2 separate regions of the Mus musculus genome follow, and region 1 is linked to region 2. The links are chromatin contacts, called in public promoter capture Hi-C maps. All regions are on one chromosome and are shown on one strand. Each heading gives the region's core, a stretch centred on a gene start, on an enhancer-like site or on the middle of the called end of the contact. The rest is flanking DNA. Distances are from core to core; before and after follow the strand shown. Region 1 holds the start of Zrsr1 (zinc finger (CCCH type), RNA binding motif and serine/arginine rich 1). Region 2 overlaps Wdpcp (WD repeat containing planar cell polarity effector).

The links. Promoter capture Hi-C pulls out the DNA fragments that hold promoters and counts their contacts.
Region 1: a contact with region 2 is called in a promoter capture Hi-C map of 3T3-L1-derived adipocytes, with 9 times the contacts expected there. The contact joins the promoter of Zrsr1 here to the enhancer-like site in region 2. A contact is called at or near these places in 6 of 39 promoter capture datasets (the 3T3-L1 cell line, 3T3-L1-derived adipocytes, the HPC-7 cell line and 2 more) and 1 of 115 datasets of contacts at active chromatin or transcription factors (astrocytes).

The regions. Positions count from the first base shown.
Region 1 is chr11:22,970,002-22,976,622 of GRCm38.p6, reverse strand. It overlaps Zrsr1 (zinc finger (CCCH type), RNA binding motif and serine/arginine rich 1), which reads right to left and starts at 4,618. Exons shown (of 1, transcript NM_011663.3): 1 at 127-4,618. The coding sequence starts at 3,395. The coding sequence ends at 2,109. The region is part of intron 1 of Commd1 (COMM domain containing 1); the gene reads left to right.
Region 2 is chr11:21,725,890-21,732,164 of GRCm38.p6, reverse strand. The region is part of intron 12 of Wdpcp (WD repeat containing planar cell polarity effector); the gene reads right to left. Among named protein-coding and RNA genes, the nearest start is that of Wdpcp, 160 kb to the right of the region's middle. Within about 2 kb of position 2,219, at least 8 of the 459 cell types and tissues checked have an H3K27ac peak or open chromatin away from gene starts, as enhancers often do. A contact at or near this core is called in 3T3-L1-derived adipocytes, where this site is marked.

The sequences.
Region 1 (6,621 bases), core at 3,369-5,868, 1.2 Mb before region 2:
TGACTTTCACGTTGTTCCCAAATGTTATGTCTGTTTCCCTGACATTTGTACTGAATGCTCTTTTCTATGTACAACGGAGTCCTCCACTTTCCTTGTTTGGGACATTAGTACTCTATTACCTGTTAATCACAAAAGCGCAAACATTTAATCTGCTTATGGCTATATGAAGCAACCCATTCATTCACACTAGTACACCATGGTGCACACGTGGATGTTGGAATTATAGGAGTCAATGTTTTCCTTCTACCATGTAGGTTCCAAGGATCAAACCCGCATCTTCAGGCTTGGCACTTGCACCTTTATCCGATGAACTATCTTGCTGTCCCCCACTCTAGTTTTGATTTCTGGGTACTGCCCAAGGAGCTGTAAAATTAACAAAGTAGTTATGGTATATGTAGCTAGTGCTCTTAACCACTGAGCCATCTCTCCAGCTTCTATTAATTGGTTTTTAAAAATATAGTGTCACTATGTGCCTGGAACTCACTATGAGATCAGACTGGCCACAAATTTACAGAGATCCTCCCAAGTGCTGGGATTAAAGGTATGTACCACCAGTCACAGCACACTGTCTAATTTTTATATAATTCTTTCTGCTCACATTTATAATTTGCTTTGAAGAATTAATAATATTACCTGAGTTTTTATACTGTTCTTACTAGCTTGTTCATTTGTAAAAAAGGCAAACTTTTTTTTTCCCCCTACCCTTAATACTTATTTCTGGCATGCGATAGGCACTTGGTAAAGATCTGTAGAACATTTGAATGAATGGGTAGTGCTTAAATGTGCCAGTTGCATTGAAAAGGTCAGCATAGTTGGGCACAGTGGCATATGCCTGTGTCCTAGCTATTGGGAAGCTGAGACAGTTTAGAGCTAGCTTGGGCAATGTAAAAGTACAATTCCAGTGTGGAGAAAATCTGATACTCCAAGTCCAAGTCAGGCATTCTGGCTGCAGGACTGATGTGGCCTGGGGCTCCCATTCTGCCCCTCACTGTATTCGCACCCTTACTGTTTTCATTGTTTGCTGTTACTGGGGGTCATTAGACCCACAGGCATGAGATGAGCATACTGGCAAGTGCTCTGCAGCTCAGTTACACTCCTCATTGTTCATGATTTGATAAATACTGCTTTGCCAAAACATGGTAACATGTTCATTCATTTGCTTCCTATCTTTAGCAGCTGTTGGCAAAATAGTAACAGTAGCTGTGACAGATGTTTGATATTAAGAGCCTATAGTATTTAAAATCTGAACATTTACATAAAGATAACTCTCTTACCTCAAACATTTATTCTTAAATTTACAATGTTGTATTTGGAAATAATATGTGTAAATTATATTAAGTTGGTTACTTAGTAGAGAACCTAAAATTTTCACTAATTTGTTCTCAAGACTATGAGACCTATGATTAAGAAAATATCATTATGAGCTAGAAAGATGGTTCAGGGGTTACAGCATTTGTGCAGACACACACACACACACACACAGAGAAGGCTTTAAAAAAAATCTGACCATTGGATTTGGGAGGTGGTATATTTCTGTGACCCCAGGAGCTGATATGGGCAAATCTTTGTGAATCCAAGGCCAGCCTAGTTAGTCTATATAGCAAGTTCCAAGCCAGCCAGGGATACATAGTGAGAGCCTTTCTATAAAAACAAGGAGCATTAGTGTTTCTGTACTCTTATGTGTTCTTTGTAAAACAGATTCAGACAATATAAAAACGATGTTAATAAATATATTAATGACAAAGCATCACAATGTAAAGTTATTACAGGAAAACAACATGGGAAGCCAGCTTAAACTGTATGGAAAATAACATCAATAACATGATACTAAGCATTATAACAGCATTATAAGCATTATAACAGACAAAGAAATACTGAATACCTGTTTCTGTTTCTTAAAGCCACAAGGTTTTGTAACTTGGTTGGGAATTAGATGGAGTCACCATGCCTTTCCTTTGTAATCAGTTTCGTTTTGAATATTTTGGGGAATCTGAAGGATACTGTGTTAGGTTTTTATTCTGTAATGAAGTTTTGTTCATTTGTAAAATGAACTCCCTTGCCAAGCCTGATATCAGTCTTGGGTCCAAGTGGTGCTGCCTTAGCTGGGCTCAGGTTCTGTGGCTCTGGCTTTGTGGACCTGGACTGCTGTCCTCTTCTCTTCCTCTTCTTGAACTGTGCCTCTCATGACTCTTCGTTGTCTGTTTGTGAGATTTCTTCCACCTGTGAGGACTCTTCCTCTCGGACTCCCTGTTTCTCTTGGAGGAGTGGTATGAACCAGAGTGGTAGCTTCTTGACTTGCTATAGTATTCCTCATGATGGTCCTTCCTTTCCCTCCTGTCTGAGTTTTTACCAGAGGAGCCAGTCCAAGCCGGAGGAGACATGTAGATGTCTCTGTTAGCTTCTCTAAATTCGTTGTTGGGATTTCTGAACACATGAAGGAAGTTGCAGTGCTTTCCTTTTGGACACTTTTGCATTTCGAATAAACCACAAATTGCAACCTTCCACCGGGTCACTGGACAGAATTCACACTGGAGCTGTCGTCCTGCGTACCATCTTCCATTAAAGAGAGAGAGGGCTGCTTGGCATTCTTCTTCCGACTGGTACTGAACATACACATTGCCCCGCAGATGAGGTTCCAGGTTGCAGCTTACTTTGAACTGAATCACCTTTCCCACGTTCTTGAACTCCGGCAGCACGTCATGGTAGAAATCCAAGAACTGCTGGTAGGTCTCCTCCTCACTGTACTCCAGGTTTGCGTCTGAGTCATAGTCATCCCTTCTGCACTGCTCCATTCCAAACGTTGTAAACATACTCTTCACAAGAAGGGTGGGACTTGACGTGGGAAAGTCGTGTTTCCGTGAACATCTGTTACCAAATCTGCACGCTCCCGTTTTATTGTAGAAGGGACAACTGGGTCGATATTTCTCCAGCCTTAAATCCTTGGGTGGTTCCGGGTTCTGCCAAATGCGCTCATTTTCAGCCTGGTCCAGCATTTTCTGCACCGCTTCCTCCCTCTCTCTCTTCTCCTGTAGCTTCTGCTCCTCCTCCTCTCTCTGTTTTTTCTGTTGTTCTTCCCACTCGGCCTTTATTTGTCTCTCCTGTTCTTCCTTCTGTTTTCTAGCGGCCTCTTCCTTTTTCTTCTTTATTCTGAATTCTTCTTGCGCCTTCTCCTCCCTCAGCAGCCACTCTTCATGTAATCTTTGCCGCTCTATCTCCAGTAATCGCTCTGCAAGTTCTTCGTTAGCAGAAACATCATCGTCCTCCTCTGGTGGGGCTTCCAGAGCTCTCAGCCGAGCCATTTTCTGCCGACGTTTCTTGCGTTTCTCCTTCTTCATTGCCGCCTTGTATTGTTTTCGGCTGAGTTTCTCAGGAATCGCGGTCTGCCGTGATGCCATTTTACCGCAGAGCGGGGGGGGGGGGGGGGGGGGGGGGGGGGGGGGGGGGGGCTCTTCCCGGATCTCGCGATAATCTCTTTTTCTCACGCTGTGGATTGAAAATGTCGCCCGCTGCTAAGTTGTTCTGCTGTTTAATGTTCGTTACCTTCCTGGACAGCAACTTCAGGGTGGCACCATTCAGCCCAGTTGACTTTCCTTTCCACCAGCCTAGAAAGCTTGAACCAGCTGAGTCACCGGCGTGTTTGCGCAATGCAGCAACCAGTAGTTGAATGTGCGCATGCGCAGTCGAAGGCCAGTGTTTGCGTTGGAATGTGGGCTGTACCGCCTACCTGCGCAGTCACTCGGTTATCCGCAGTACGTAGGCCTGCCTGCGCAGTTATCCGGTTATCCGTGGTACTGCCAGCCTGCGCAATTACCCGGTTATCCAGTTACCCGTGATAAAGCCTATCCGTGCAGTTACCCGGTTGTCCGGTTATCCGTGGCACAGCCTGCCTGCGCAGTGACCCGATTATCCAGTTATCCCACGCAGTTACCCACTTATCCGTGGTAGGCCTGCGCAGTTACCCAGTTTTCGGAGGTACGGATGGTCTGCGCAGTTACCCGATTATCCAGTTATCCGCAGTACGGCCTGCCTGGGCAGTCACCCGGTTATCCGTTTATCCGCAGTACATAGGCCTGCCCATGCAGTTACCCGGCCGGGCCGGTATGGCCGGCTTGCGCAGTTATCCGTCTATCCAGTTATCCGTGGTATGGCCTGCCTGCGCAGTTACCCAATTATCTGTGGGGCGGCCGCAGTTACCAATTATCCGCGATTATCCGTGGTACAGCCAGCCTGCGCAGTTACCTGGCTATCCGCAGTACGGCCTGCCTGCGCAGTTACCCAGGTATCCGTGGTTATCTGTGGTACGGCCAGCCTATGCAGTTACTGGTTATGCATGGCACAGCTGGCCTGTGCAGTTACCCGGTTATCCGCTTTAAGGCCAGCCTCCGTGGCATGGCCGGCCTGCGCAGTTACCTGGTTATCCGTAGTATGATCAGCCTACGTAGTTACCCGGTTATCCATGGTACAGCTGGAACAGTGGTTATCTGCCTTACCGACCGGCCTGCGCAGTTGCGGGTGGTTATCTGCAGTACGGTCCGCCTGCGCAGTCATCCAGGTATCTGCAGTTATCCGCAGTATGTCTGATCTGCGCAGTTACCCTGTAATCTGCAGTTACGTCTTTACTCCGGGAAAGGCAGGCCTGCGCAGTACGATTTACTGCTTTTTTTGTCTCCGCCCCCTGCAGTGGGAGTGCTCCTGCAGTAAGAATGCTCAGCCCTGAGCCGGGGCAGGCTTGTCTCACTGCAGGGCACCCCTCCATGCCGGTGCTGGCAGCTCACCTTCCCGGGCTTGTTTATGTGGGTGCTGGGAATAGAAATTAAGTTCTTATATTTGTTTGTCAAGGGCTTTACCAGGTAAACCGTTTTTCTGGCTTCAGCTCCTCACTCTTGTGGAAAGTAAGGGGTTTTGGTTTTGTTGTTGTTTTGTTTTTTAAATATTGAATGTGGGCCTGGTGTGGTGTCGCACGCCTTTAATCCCAGCACTCGGGAGGCAAAGGCAGGCGGATTTCTGAGTTCGAGGCCAGCCTGGTCTACAGTGTGAGTTCCAGGACAGCCAGGGCTACACAGAGAAACCCTGTCTCGAAAAACCAAGGGAATAAAAAATTGAATGTGTTTTGTTTTTTGCAAACACATTCCTTTCATTTGTTCTGTAATGTAGTTTTGTGGGGTATTCACCAGAGAAGACTGCTCAGACAAGTGTTTAAGCCAAGAAAAAAATCTTTTATTTTTGTTTGTTTGTTTGTTTGTTTTTTCAGAGACAAGGGTTTTACTGTGTAGCTGTGGCTGTCCTGGAACTTGCTCTGTAGACTAGACTGGCCTTGCATCATGCTATGTTTAGGTATGATCCCCATAGGCTCTTATGCTTGCACAAGCCTATAGGGGCCAGGGAGTAGAATGTGATGGTTTGTATAGGGAGTGGCACTGTTAGAAGCTGTGGCCTTGCTGGAGTAAGTGTGTCATTGGCTTTAAGACCCACATCCTAGATGCCTGGAAGCTAGTCTTCTAGCAGCTTTCAGATGAAGATGTCAGACTCTCAGCTCTTCCTGCACCATGCCTGTGTGCTACCGTGTTCCTGCCTTGATGGTAATGGACTGAACCTCTGAATCTGTAAGCCAGCCCTAGTTAAATGTTGTCCTTTATAAGACTTGCCTTGGTCATGGTGTCTATTCACAGCAGTAAAACCCTAACTAAGAAGAAAGCTCTGCCTGCCTCTGTGTCACAAGAAAGAAGGTAGATACCTGTGTATAGCAAAAGTTATATTTTATGCTGAGGGTCATCATACAAGGTTCACACTTTAAATTTCTAAATATGGTCCTAAGTCTTTATCCCCAAGGTGCTCACCTGTGTGATGTATCTTAGCTGGAGGTCAGGTCCAGTCTTACAGAAGTCTCTGATTTGAGGGTCAGGATCCTGGGGAGACTGTCCAGCCACAGGGTTCATCTAGGAGGTATCACTCCAGATATGCAGAGCAGTCCGCATCATGGGGTTTATACCTGTATCAGGTTCTCTTGAGTGTGTGAAGTTGCTGGGTTCTGGGTATCAGACACAGTGTTGGCTGTAGTGGAGGTCCTGACTAAGCTATTTTTACATGTGTAAAGACTTTTAAAAAAATACTATACTGATTACACTGCTTCCTGAGTGCCGGGATTAAAGGGCTACAATGCTGTCACTCAGCTAGAAAATCTTTATTAGGCTGCTGGTACTACACTGTGTGTTTGGGACTGCAGTGCAACACTGAGCCTTTCTCAGGGTGACCTTTTAAGCACCAAAACCATATCCTAGGTTGACATATTTCAGTTAACAAGAACATCTAGCCAGAAGCAGAACTAGTCAGAAGCAAGGTCAGTTCATTTAGAATCTTTCCCATAGCTTATGGGCTTTAACTGATTAAATCTTTGTTTTAATTTTTGGCAGGTGGTGCTGTCTGTGTGCTGAGTTTTATGGCCTGAATGGCACTTCCATCATGGAGTCAGTTGTGTTAAGGTCTGGGTCCCTCTTATAGAGAAAGATTTTACTCTTACAATATGGTTTGGATAATGTAATTAAACATTAGTAAAAATAGATTTAAAGAGTACCCCCCCACACACAAGAAAATTAAACAAATCCAGGCAGTGGTGGTGAACAC
Region 2 (6,275 bases), core at 970-3,469:
AAATGAATGAATGAATGATGCCTATCCACCAGGTTAAGGGTTAAGAATTGAACTGTCATTTATATCTGCTTAGAGAGAGAAAATCCATTTTCTCCCATGGAATAACATTGGGTGTATCAACTACTCCAAGGCAGGCCTTATGCTCAGGAATAGTAGACCCAACATATATTGGCCTCCACAGTTTTTTGTGTGTTTTTATTTGGTTACAGTTTGTTGGGTTTCGTTTTGCTTCTTTGGGGGAGTTTTGTCATTGTATTGGACTTTTGTTTGTTGAGAAAGAACATAAAGTTTAGTAGGTACTTAGGGGAAGGATCTGGAAGGACTTGGGAAAGGGGAAGAATAAGATCAAAATATACTTAGAATTGCTTTAAATGATTAAACATAAAAATATACATAAGTTTCTAAACACTTAGCTTATCAGCTAGCTCACTCACAGATGCTACAACTATATGTGCTGTTTTGTGGGATCTAGAACTACCATGGGCATAAACTGAAGGCTGTCTTTCCTGCTAGGTGTAGCATTTGTCATTTGATGATAACCAATGTTGCTTATCAAAGACCTTTCTGATGGATGAAAACATAAATTTCATTTACTGGTTTGTGATGATATATGTTTTAAATAAATACTGGAAAGGAAAAATGGCACTTTCTGAGAAAAACTGGTTAAAGAATAAGAACTGCAATAGCATCTGTTAGCAAAAGTCTGAAGATATTCGAGATGAAAAGAACAGAACCTGGAAGAATCTTTCTCCAAAGGTCATGTACTATATAATCCCATTTGTGTAGCACTCTGTCAGAAAGTATGTGTGGTCATAAAAGGACGCAGGAAGGACCAGTAGATAAAAGCACTGACCAGACACCACGCTCAATGGGTTCAGTCCCAAGGACCCAGAGTACAAGGAGAGAATGAACTCCCAATGCAGTTTTTAAAAGTAAAACAGTAGGCGGCACATCCTAGCTGTGTCTGTACTGCGTTAACACTAGTACGGCATGTGTCAGATGCGGCTATATTTTTGGAATATTTTGGAATATTATTCACTGGGGTGAATAGGGCAAGGGGCACAAGAATTTCTCTGTATTTTTTTCTTATATCTAAATTTGGGTCCATGATTTCCTTAAATATAAAGTTTAAATTATAAACACTGGCTCTGTTGTAACTTTGAGGGTTGCCACTATATAAAATTTAACTTCTAGCCAGGTACACTAAGAATCTTTGGGAATTTTCTTATGGTATTAGAGGTTTTTTATTTCCTGCCTGTCACATTCCTCCCCTGCTGCTACAGAAGATCAGCATGACTATATGTGGGCTCAAACTCCCTGCCTTGTGATAGCACGCCTAGGCTGGGCTCATCTCTGCTGTGTTTGGTATGGCCAAATCACCTCTTGGGGGCTGGAGAGATGGCTCAGTGATCAGAAGCACCTTGTGCCTCTCCGGAGGACCTGGGTTCAATTCCAAGCACCTACAAGGTGGCTCACAACTATCTGCAACTTCAGATTCAGGGAATCTGATACCCTCTTCTGACCTCCACAGGCATGAGGCACACAAGTGATACACAGATATACATGCAGGGAAAAGGCTCATTTATATCAAATAAAATAAATCTTTAAAAACTAATTATCCTCCCATTCCTATAGGTACCCCCAACTTCTTAGACCTAGCATCAATTCCACTGACTTTTAGTTCTGAAGTGATTAACTGCGTATTACAAATAACATTTGTCTTGTCTTCTTGAGACACTCAGAAGACACACCCCCAACAACTGTAGGTCTCTGCTTCTGTTTGTCCATTTGTAACAAGGGTTTGCAAACTTTCTCTGTAAAGGGTCAGAAAGTAAATACACATTGAGGGGTACACAACCCTGTCACAACTACAACTTGAAAGCAGGCATAGATGTTATGGAAACAAGTGGGCTTGGCTGCATTCCAGCGGAATTATATTTACAAAACCAAGAGGCAAGTCATGGTTAGCCGCCTCCTGCTTTATATAATCAGCCTTGGCTTCTATAGTCAAGGACGCGCAGTGACTTGAAATGGGGAAACACCTATCTAAACTGGGCTGTTGAAAGCATTGCCAAACAGCCACCTAGCACACATTTGAATTCAGAACCTCATGGGGACTGTGGGGAATGATTTTCTGGGGGAACCTACTGAGGTCTCCATGGCACGGACAGTCTACTCAGAGCCAAGTGCTGAGTCTCGGGAGAGGTCAGAGGGCAAGGGAAGATGTTGATCATGAATTTTCACGATCTGTTGTGCCATGTGGCAAGCACAGTTGCCAACAATGTATTATATCTAATTTTCTAAAATATAAACATTCTCTCTATAGAAAATAATAAATTGATGAAATGACAGACATGCTAATTAACTTATTTAATTCACACTGTTCTCTATAAGCATACAGAAGAGAATTAAAATAAATGTCAAACGTTTCAAAAAAACAAAACTCCTGTAACACATGAAGAATCCACTAGGCCTAAAATCATAATCTTTTCACCTCTTAGGACTGCCTTCCTTTTCACCTCTTAGGACTGCCTACCTTATCACCTCTTAGGACTGCCTTCCTTTTCACCTCTTAGGACTGCCTTCCTTTTCACCTCTTAGGACTGCCTTCCTTTTCACCTCTTAGGACTGCCTTCCTTTTCACCTCTTAGGACTGCCTTCCTTTTCACCTCTTAGGACTGCCTTCCTTTTCACCTCTTAGGACTGCCTTCCTTTTCACCTCTTAGGACTGCCTTCCTGTGGGTAACAATTATTTCTTCCTAAAGGAAAGAGTAAACACAGATCAACATCTTTATGTCTTTAAGAAGTTCTGAATGTAAGTCTACAGAGAGAAAATGGCCTCAGGCAGACATTAGGCAACATTTGTTCAGCAATGGCTTAATTCCGAGGAGTACCCTTGAATGACCTAAGATCCTCAATTGCCTAACACTGCCATAAATAAGTTTCATCATGACAAGTTTATACTTAGTGTGCAGGATGACTGCGGTTCTGAATGTTAGAACTAGCACTGCTCTGCCTGTGTCCGAAGTCACACTGACTGCGTACTCGCTTCCTAACTTATTACTGACATTTCCATAACTGTCCACTTGGACTTGGGAAACCTAGACCTCAGTAAATAGGAAAAGCTTATCTTAGAGAACTTATGTTTGACATTACAGATTCAAATGAGCCTGAAGCAAAAAGACTGTGAAGCCAGAGGAGCCTCAAAATAAAAAGAAATTTCAACTTCCAATTGTTTTCCTATTAATAGTTGAATAGACTAAAGATTTTAAATTTTTAATTAGATTTATTCATTTTCTGCCTGTTTTTCCTGCCTGCATGTCTATATAGCACATGCATACTTGATTCCTGCACAGGTCAGAAGACACTGAATTCTTTGGAACTGGAATTATCAGTAGGTGCTAGGCATGGAACCTGGGCCTTCTGTAAAAACACCCAAGTACTCTTAAGCAGCAAGCCATGTCTGTTTAGTTGTGTGTCTGCTTTCATTTGGACACTGTCATTTTCAAACATCACACTGAGCGGATGAGCAGCACGGGTGGGCAGGAATCTCAGGCTTCACTCCAGTAGCACTGCTAAGGTTTTATAAAACAAATAATCGTATTTTTGTGCATATGCTTCTGTCTGCATGTATGCTGTGCCCATGGAGGCCAGAAGAAGGCATCAGATCCCATGGGTTAAAGGTGGCCATGGGCCACCTGACGTGGGTGCTGAGACCTGTATGTTCTTCACCCCTGTGCTGTCTGCCCTGCCCCATATGCTGTCTGTCCTGCCCCGTGTGCTGTCTGTCCTGGCCCGTGTGCTGTTTTTGTTTGTTGTTGCCACTGCTTTGAAAAATACCAAAAGAGGAACAAAAGGAAATAAGATTTATTTAGATTCAAAATGCATGGTTGGCTCTTTCTTCTTCCTTAACTTTCTTGCCCGGGTGCTGCCTCCACCACCAGAAAGATGCCCACATTCTACTACAAACGTAAACAGCAAGGTTGGCAGAATAGACCCGGGCCATCCAGCTCTAACACCACATTATACCTGGGATCACACATCTACACACATATCTCTTCCTAGTTACATCAATTTATTTTAATTTTTCATGTGGAATGGTAAAGGAAAACAAACATATTCTTACAATCCTCTACAAAACGTCACAAATATTATATCTCTATTTCTAGGCAATAAAGTCCTCTCTTTCAAAACTTAGCCTACTATTTACAAGCATTTCAAAGGCACCTGCCTTTATGCTGCCACACATTAATACCACCATATCAGAACAGTGGCCTTGTATTTGAAGAGAAAATCATCACTTCTCTAAATCATTCTGCTTCCACACTAATGAACTAGCTTCGTGTGGCACACGCACAGGTGCAACACTCGCTTTCATCAGCACTCCCTTGCTCCTCTCCCAGGTTCTACTTGGTTATGATGAAAAGCTCTTGTTTGGTAATGGCTCCCTGCTAAGTGCTCTGGAGACTGTTCAATCTCACAGAGGTGAAAGGTGATAACTACTTTCTAAGCATAATTCAGGCAAAGCTGCGTTCGCTGTTTGTAGGTGTCCTGCTGCTTAACAGTTTTTATAAATCAGACTATTATATCTTTAATTTTATTAAAATACTTTATTAAATGATTTATACTATCAATGGATATTTATTTATTTATTATTATTTTTATTTATTTATTTATTTCATTGTTTGTTTGTTTGTTTTTTCCCACGACAGGGTATCTCTGTGTAGCCCTGGCTGTCCTGGAACTCACTCTGTAGACCAGGCTGACCTCAAACTCAGAAATCTGCCTGCCTCTGCCTCCCAAGTGCTGGGATTAAAGGCGTGTGCCACCACTGCCTGGCCAGACGTTTCTTCTTAAAACTCAGTAATTTTGAATACATACAAAGAGTTCTCAAGAAAGATATGAGAAATAAACCTTACAGTTTAGCTATGTTTAAACTTGGAGAAAGGTCAAGAGACACAGAAAGATGGCTGGAGAACTGCTCTCCAACAAGAACAAAACTGGAATTGTACACAAATATTTGTTTTAACCCAGACACTCACCTGCTAGCACAATGTCAGTCTGTGACCTCAGACCCTGTGTACTGGATCACAGCAAAGACAGCACAGCGTTCTCCCCTCACCGCCCACCTGAGTCCACCCCAGTGACTAACTCGGCTAACTCTAATTTCAGGAGGCTCCTTTCTTCTTCCTCAAATTAAAAAATGCCCCAATGTGGCCTTAATTCTGTAGGAAGTTTTCAGAGAGTATGAAAATAATGAATAGCTAAAGCAGAAGACTTAATGCAATCCTAGCACCTCCCTCCTTCCCTCCCTCCCTCCCTCCTTCCCTCCCTCCTTCCCTCCCTCCCTCTCTTCCTTCTTTCCTTCCTTCTTTCCTTCCTTCCTTCCTTCCTTCCTTCCTTCCTTCCTTCCTTCCTTCCTTCCTTCCTTTCTTAAGACATTTGACCAATTTCATCTCCCCTTGATAAAATTTCTCAGTAGCAGATTAAACAAAAGGATGTTTACAATTTAGGTGATCTCATTGGTTTCCACTAACATACATTCTCTTTCACAATGCCCTGTGCAGCTACTACTGAAAGAGAAACTAGTAAAGTCATTGTAACTGAAAGCATCCAAAATGGAAACATCAGTCAGCATTCCCCAAGGGACATGTCACATGACCAAACAGAAAAGTCTGAATGAAATGCTGATGACAGCAATAAGAATCACCTATCACAGAACACGGAATTTAAAACAACACTGAGGAAAAATTCACATACATACAAGATAGCTTCCTAGGGTAGAGGTTGTGAAAAAACAAGTAATTGCATTAAAGTCAGAGGCCAAAACTATAGTGAGGCTACAACACAGAACACTTTCAAAGTTCTTATTCATGTTGAGCTTTTTGAGCTCTTTAGGCAAGATATTAACTCATCAATTTTCCCTAGAAATAAGAAAAACAAAACAGGAATTAAAGACCACAGCCCTATGTTCAAGCACAGAGAACTTTAACCCTAGTATTTTCAGGATATGCTCATGCAAGGAGACGGCTACATTTAAGATGAGGAATGGCTCTCTTGAAATATGCTAACGCCATTCAGATAAAAAGGCAAGATTCAATTACAGATAATAACTCTTGCAATATATTAACATTTCCTGGTTTCCAAAAATATGATTTTTCTAAAGGCCTCACTGCTGTGTAGAGTTCAAAGTACCACCTTATATAGAGATAAAAGTAATTATGGGGCACAAATATCTGTATAACAGGATACCTCCTCAAGTTTTGACCAATCTT